Linked DNA regions of Sus scrofa: region 1 is linked to region 2. The links are chromatin contacts, called in public Hi-C maps. All regions are on one chromosome and are shown on one strand. The core of a region is the stretch at or near the end of the contact, and the rest is flanking DNA. Distances in the headings are between cores, read along the strand shown.

Region 1 (2,700 bases), core at 107-2,606, 250 kb before region 2:
TCCCTTGCTCTTGGTAGATGAGTAAAGATGGTAAAAACCCTAACAGACCTGGCTTATGATTTTTGTCCTCCTGGGTTTTGGTTGTGTGGCCTCAAACAAGCTAATTAACATTTCTGCGCTCAGTTTGGTCTTGTTTTTTCTTTTTTTTTTTTTTTTAGGGCCACACCTGAGGCATGTGGAGGTTCCAAGGCTAGGGGTCGAATCAGAGCTGTGGCTGCCAGCCTACACCACAGGCAGAGCAATGCAGATCCGAGCCACATCTGCGACCTACACCACAGCTCACGGCAATGCTGGATTCTTAACCCACTGAGCGAGGCCAGGGATCAAACCCACGTCCTCATGGATCCTAGTTGAGTTCGTTGCCCCTGAGCCACAATGGGAACTCCCTGATGTATCTGTTTCATCATAGCCTGTGGGCCCCCCGGGGACAGGGACCATACCTCATGTTTTATGTCCTTGGCACCAGGTACAGGGTTTGGCACCTGCTTGAAACTCAAGACATTTGTTCAACAAATGAATGATTGAAACAAATTCAGTGGTTTAGACGATAGGCTTCTAGCTGTTGACTCATTCCACATTTCGTCAGGAAGCATCCCTGTGTGGGTGTGGGTGGGTGTGGTTGTGGATGAAGAGATAGTACGGTTTGGTCTCTGCCCTGAGGGATGATATAATCTGAAGTGGCCAAGAGGGGCCAGGTGAAGAGAATGATTATCTAGTAAACAGTTGTCCCCAGACATTCTTACTTATCTTTTTTTTTTTTTGGCCGAGTCTGTGGCATGCGGAAGTTCCTCGGCTAGGCACTGAAACTGCGCCAGTGACCTGGGATGCTGCAGTGACAATGTCAGATCCTTAACCTGCTGCACCACAAGGGAACTCCCAATGCTCTCTTTACCTCTCCAGCAAAGTAGGTATTAGTAACCTTGTTTTACAGGTGAAGAAAGAGGTTCACAGAGGCTCAGTAACATGCCAAGGTCGCACAAGTCCACTGGGGCTGATGTAGGTTTGAGGTCAGTCCAGGCCTCCTACTGTAATCTTGACGCAAGGCAGGATTTGTCCCTGAGGATCGGTCTGTCTGAAACAAGGGCTGCAGACCCTCAGAGGAGGGAGAGTTTGCTGAACTGAGGTCTGGTCTTTGAGGAAGAAGTTGCCCACTGCCCTGGGGACTGGGGGCCTGCCCTGGAGCCCTGGGGAGGGTGTCCTTGGAAAGCTCACAGGCCTGCTGTTGGGCAGGAGAGGGAGGAGAAATGGTCTGTGCCTGGGCTCCCTGCCAAATCACGAGTTCCTGCCACCCCTGTCGCACCTCGTGAACTGCTTGTTCTTGGTCCATATCAGCTGAGTGAATAGATCTTTCTCTCCTGACTCCTTGGGTGAGCAATCAGGGTTGTCCTCTGAGCCAGATCCTAGCAAGGGACTTGCTGCCTTCTGAATGCTCTTTCTGGTACCCAAATTGCCCCAGTTTTCTGGAGTGGTGACCTTGGCCACTGGGCAATCCAGGGGGCTGCCTGTTGAGATAATTTCTCATTGAAATGAGGTTGCCAACTCCTTTCCCCAAGATGAATGGGGAGTGGGTCATGTGCTAAAAGTAACAGGTCTGGGAGTTCCCATCGTGACACAGCAGAAATGAATCTGACTAATATCCATGAGGATGCAGGTTCAATCCCTGGCCTCACTCAGTGGGTCAGGGATCTGGCGTTGCCATGCGCTGTGGTGTAGGGAGCAGATGTGGCCCAGATCCCACGTTGCTGTGGCTGTGGCATAAGCCAGCAGCTATAGCTCCAATTTGACCCCTAGTCTGGGAACTTCCATATGCCTTGGAGTGCTGTGGCCCTAAAAAGAGTAATAATAATAATAATAAATAAAATAACAGGTTTGTGCACAGAGTGCTGGTGAAAGGGCTGACACTCTAGGGTCAGACAAAAGTGCCTTCAGATCCATTCTTCGTGGCTTGTGGATCTTCAGCAAATTCTTTATCTCCCCCAAGCCTCGCTCTTCTCATCTGTAAAAGAGGTACCTAGATTGTCCAAATCCCAATCTGGTGGTCTCTTCCCTGCCCCACCCTCTTAGCTGCACAACTAGACCTACACCTCTTGGCTCTGAGTTTTAAGGATGCAGAGATAGGAAAGATAAGGGTAGACTTCTGGGAGGAAGGAGGATGGAGACTGAGTCTTTTACTTCACAGGTGTACAAGCTGCCATGACTCCTGATAAAATGACCAAATAGTGTTGGTTCATGAACTATTATTGTCAAGTAGTATTAGGTTCTTAAAAGACTTCACATTTAATCCTCAATGAGGTACTCCTTCCATTCTAAAGATGAGGGTACAGAGGCACAGAACAGTTAGGTGTCCTCATGCAAGACAACGTGGGCAAAGCAGGTGTATTCCTTAGGACTCAGCTGTGCATAAAATAAACTGCTATTGCCAAGTGGAAAAGGATGTTGTACAGGGCATTAAATTCTTCCAAAATAACTAGAAGGGATAGAGAACAGGCTCTAGACTAAGCCTCCGGGAACAATTCCAGAACAACTCTACAGAACTGACCAGTCCGGGAGCTGCCCCCTTTGGTTCACTCAGAAAAGATGGGGAATCTGTAACTGCTGCTCCAGACCTATGCGAAATCCACACAAGAAAAAGAAAAAAAAAAAAAAGGATGCCCCAAATTTTGACTCCAGGCCCTCTGCTGATACTGTTGCCATAAAAGG
Region 2 (2,700 bases), core at 154-2,653:
GAGGCACAGAGCGGTAAAAGAATCTGACCAAAGCTACACAGACCTTAGTAGCAGTCTGGAGGAAGGTCCAATAGTGGTCTGGTTCCAGAGGCTGCTGGCTTAACCACGATGCTGCTTGCCACTCAAAACCTAATGGCGGGAGTTCCCGCTGTGGCACGGTGGGTTAAGGATCTGGCATTGCTGCAGCCGTGGTGAATGTCAAAGCTGCAGCTCAGATTCAGTCCCTGGCCTGGAAGCTTCCATATGCCATGGGTGCAGCAAAAAAAAAAAAAAAAAAAAAAAAAAAGAAAGAAAGAAAGGAAAAAAGCTAATGTCAAAACCCTAAGTTTTGAGGCCTTTGTGACTGTGAGCCTGTGGACAATGAGCCCCTTTGCTCTCCTCTCCCTGGGATGGACCCTGTCTCCTAGGAGGCCCCCAGTAGTCGAGCACTTCAAAGGAGTGAAGAGGAAGAGAACAGGTGAGTAAGGGGTGGAGGCCTGTCCCGGGTAGACCGTGTCCCCTTCCCCCACCCAGGAACAGAGGTTCCTGTCACCTGATTCCCCACCCGGAAGCACCCCTGTCCCAGGCTGGGCTGTCACGAGGCCTGGGTCAACAGGCCTGGTCCTGCCATCCACTTCCTGGAAGCTCCCCCTCCCCCACATCCCACGCCCTCCCAGTCACTCTGTTCCTGGAAGTTAAAGGAACTGGGCTGCCTTGTTGAGTGTTTATGTGGCCGGAGCAGGACGTCTGTCTTTGGCTCTCACCACCCAGGAGAGGGCTGGTGCTGCTGGCAGATAGGATTTGAGTTTCTGCCCAGCTGCTCACCTGCTGTGTCACCCAAGGCACGTTACTCGACCTCTCAAGAACCTCAGTTTCCCCGCATAGAAAGTGGAGATGCTAAAAGCACTGAAGGGGAGTTCCAGTCCTGGCTCAGCAAAAATGAACCTGACTTGCATCCGTGAGGACGCATGTTTGATCCCTAGCTTCGCTCAGTGGGTTAAGGATCCAGTGTTGCCATGAACTGTGGTATAGGTCGCAGATTCAGCTCGGATCCCGAGTTACTGTGGCTATGCTGTAGGCTGGCAGCTGCAACTCTGATTTGACTCCTAGCCTGGGAGCCTCCATATGTCACAAGCGTGGTCCTAAAAAGACCAAAAAATAAAAATAAAATAAAAGCACCTGAAGGGATCCAAGGCAAGCAGGTGGATGGTGCATTTGGCACTCGGCCTGGCACCCTAGAGCACTCAGAACAGGGTGGCTATGCTTATGATTATTATCTGACCCCCTCTCATTCTCTTCAGGGCCCTGGAGAGATGAGCCGAAAAGGCATGCAAATGTCTCGGCTGCCAGGAGGGAATGCCTTTCTAATCAGTGCAAACGTCAGAGTCCAGTTATTAATACCCAACCGGCCCCACCAGCTCTTGGATTTAGCATTCCAAAGATGAGGTGGAGGGGTGAGGAGGGTGGAGCTGGGGAACAGGTGGCTGAGGGCGGAGAGGAGCCTGCAGTCACTGTGGGATCAGCCCTTTCCGGCCTTGCAGACAGCACTTGGCCCCTTTTCCCACCAGACACCCTCCACCTGCAGTCTAGGGTCTGGGAAGGTGTGAAATTCCTGCATGAAGTCAAGCTCCAGGCAGTCAAAATCTCAGTCCCCTAAGGACACAGCCCTTCCAGGGATCCAATGCCCAAGTGAACAAGGCCCCTCACCTGTGCCCCTGGAAGAGAAATCAACTCATAAAATCATGAAATGTTAAAGGTGGAAGGGGGCTGAGAGCCCCCAACCCGCCCCAGGGCCTTATTGCTCAGCCTCTGGGCTCAGACAGACCAGGGTGACTGGGAAAATCTATTACCTGTTAACTGCTCACTGGGAAGGAATAATAACAATTTTCAAGTCTTTCATGTTATGTAAACATTTTCATTTGGCTGTTGAAAGAACAAATGTAATTATTGATAGAAGCACAGGGCTTAGTGTGCCATGCATCCTGTAAAGTGTAAAGAGGAGGTGTTAGCAGCCTATCCTCTTTTACACATGACTTCCTTCTTATTCCTTCTCGTATGAGTAGCAGACCTCAAGGAACACAGATCTTCCAGGAATTTCCCATTCCCCCACCCGAGGTAACAATTTTACCAGACAGTGCTTCTTTGTTTTCTTAAATGACTTAAAAAAAATAAACAACCTTAGGAGTTCCCTTTCATGGCTCCGTGGAAATGAATCTGACTAGCATCCATGAGGACACAGGTTTGATCCCTGGCCTTGCTCAGTGGGTTAAGGATCCGGCGTTGCCGTGAGCCGTGGTGTAGGTCACAGACTCGGCTTGGATCTGGCATTGCCGTGGCTGTGGTGTAGGCCAGCAGCTACAGCTCTGATTCAACCCCTTGCCTGGGAACCTCCATATGCTATGGAGGCGGCCCTAAAAAAACCAAAAGAAAAAAACAACACCTTGATTTTTTTAGAGCATTTTTACATTCATAGTAAAAGGGCAGAATGTACAGAATCCCCATACACCTGTGTCTTGCCCAACCCCAGCCTCCCCCACCGTGGACGCTGTGCATTTGTTACAGTCAATGAACTGGCACAGACATATTATTATCATCATCCAGGGGGTTCCCGTTGTGGCACAGTGGAAATGAATCCGACCAGTGTCCAAAGTCCACAGTGACATCCCTCTTTGTGTGTATGGGTTTTGACAAATGTATAATGATATGTAGCTGCCGTTATAG

The links. Hi-C and Micro-C count contacts between places; a contact is called where the count stands out from the background.
Region 1: a Hi-C map of heart right ventricle shows a contact between it and region 2, with 2.1 times the contacts expected there. The contact joins two enhancer-like sites. A contact is called at or near these places in 1 of 5 promoter capture datasets (liver), 5 of 47 Hi-C or Micro-C datasets (embryonic fibroblasts, fetal skeletal muscle, heart right ventricle and 2 more) and 1 of 2 datasets of contacts at active chromatin or transcription factors (alveolar macrophages).

The regions. Positions count from the first base shown.
Region 1 is chr6:83,778,202-83,780,901 of Sscrofa11.1, reverse strand. No RefSeq gene overlaps it. Among named protein-coding and RNA genes, the nearest start is that of ZNF683, 14 kb to the right of the region's middle. Within about 2 kb of position 1,356, at least 7 of the 83 cell types and tissues checked have an H3K27ac peak or open chromatin away from gene starts, as enhancers often do.
Region 2 is chr6:83,530,059-83,532,758 of Sscrofa11.1, reverse strand. No RefSeq gene overlaps it. Among named protein-coding and RNA genes, the nearest start is that of PDIK1L, 11 kb to the left of the region's middle. Within about 2 kb of position 1,403, at least 15 of the 83 cell types and tissues checked have an H3K27ac peak or open chromatin away from gene starts, as enhancers often do.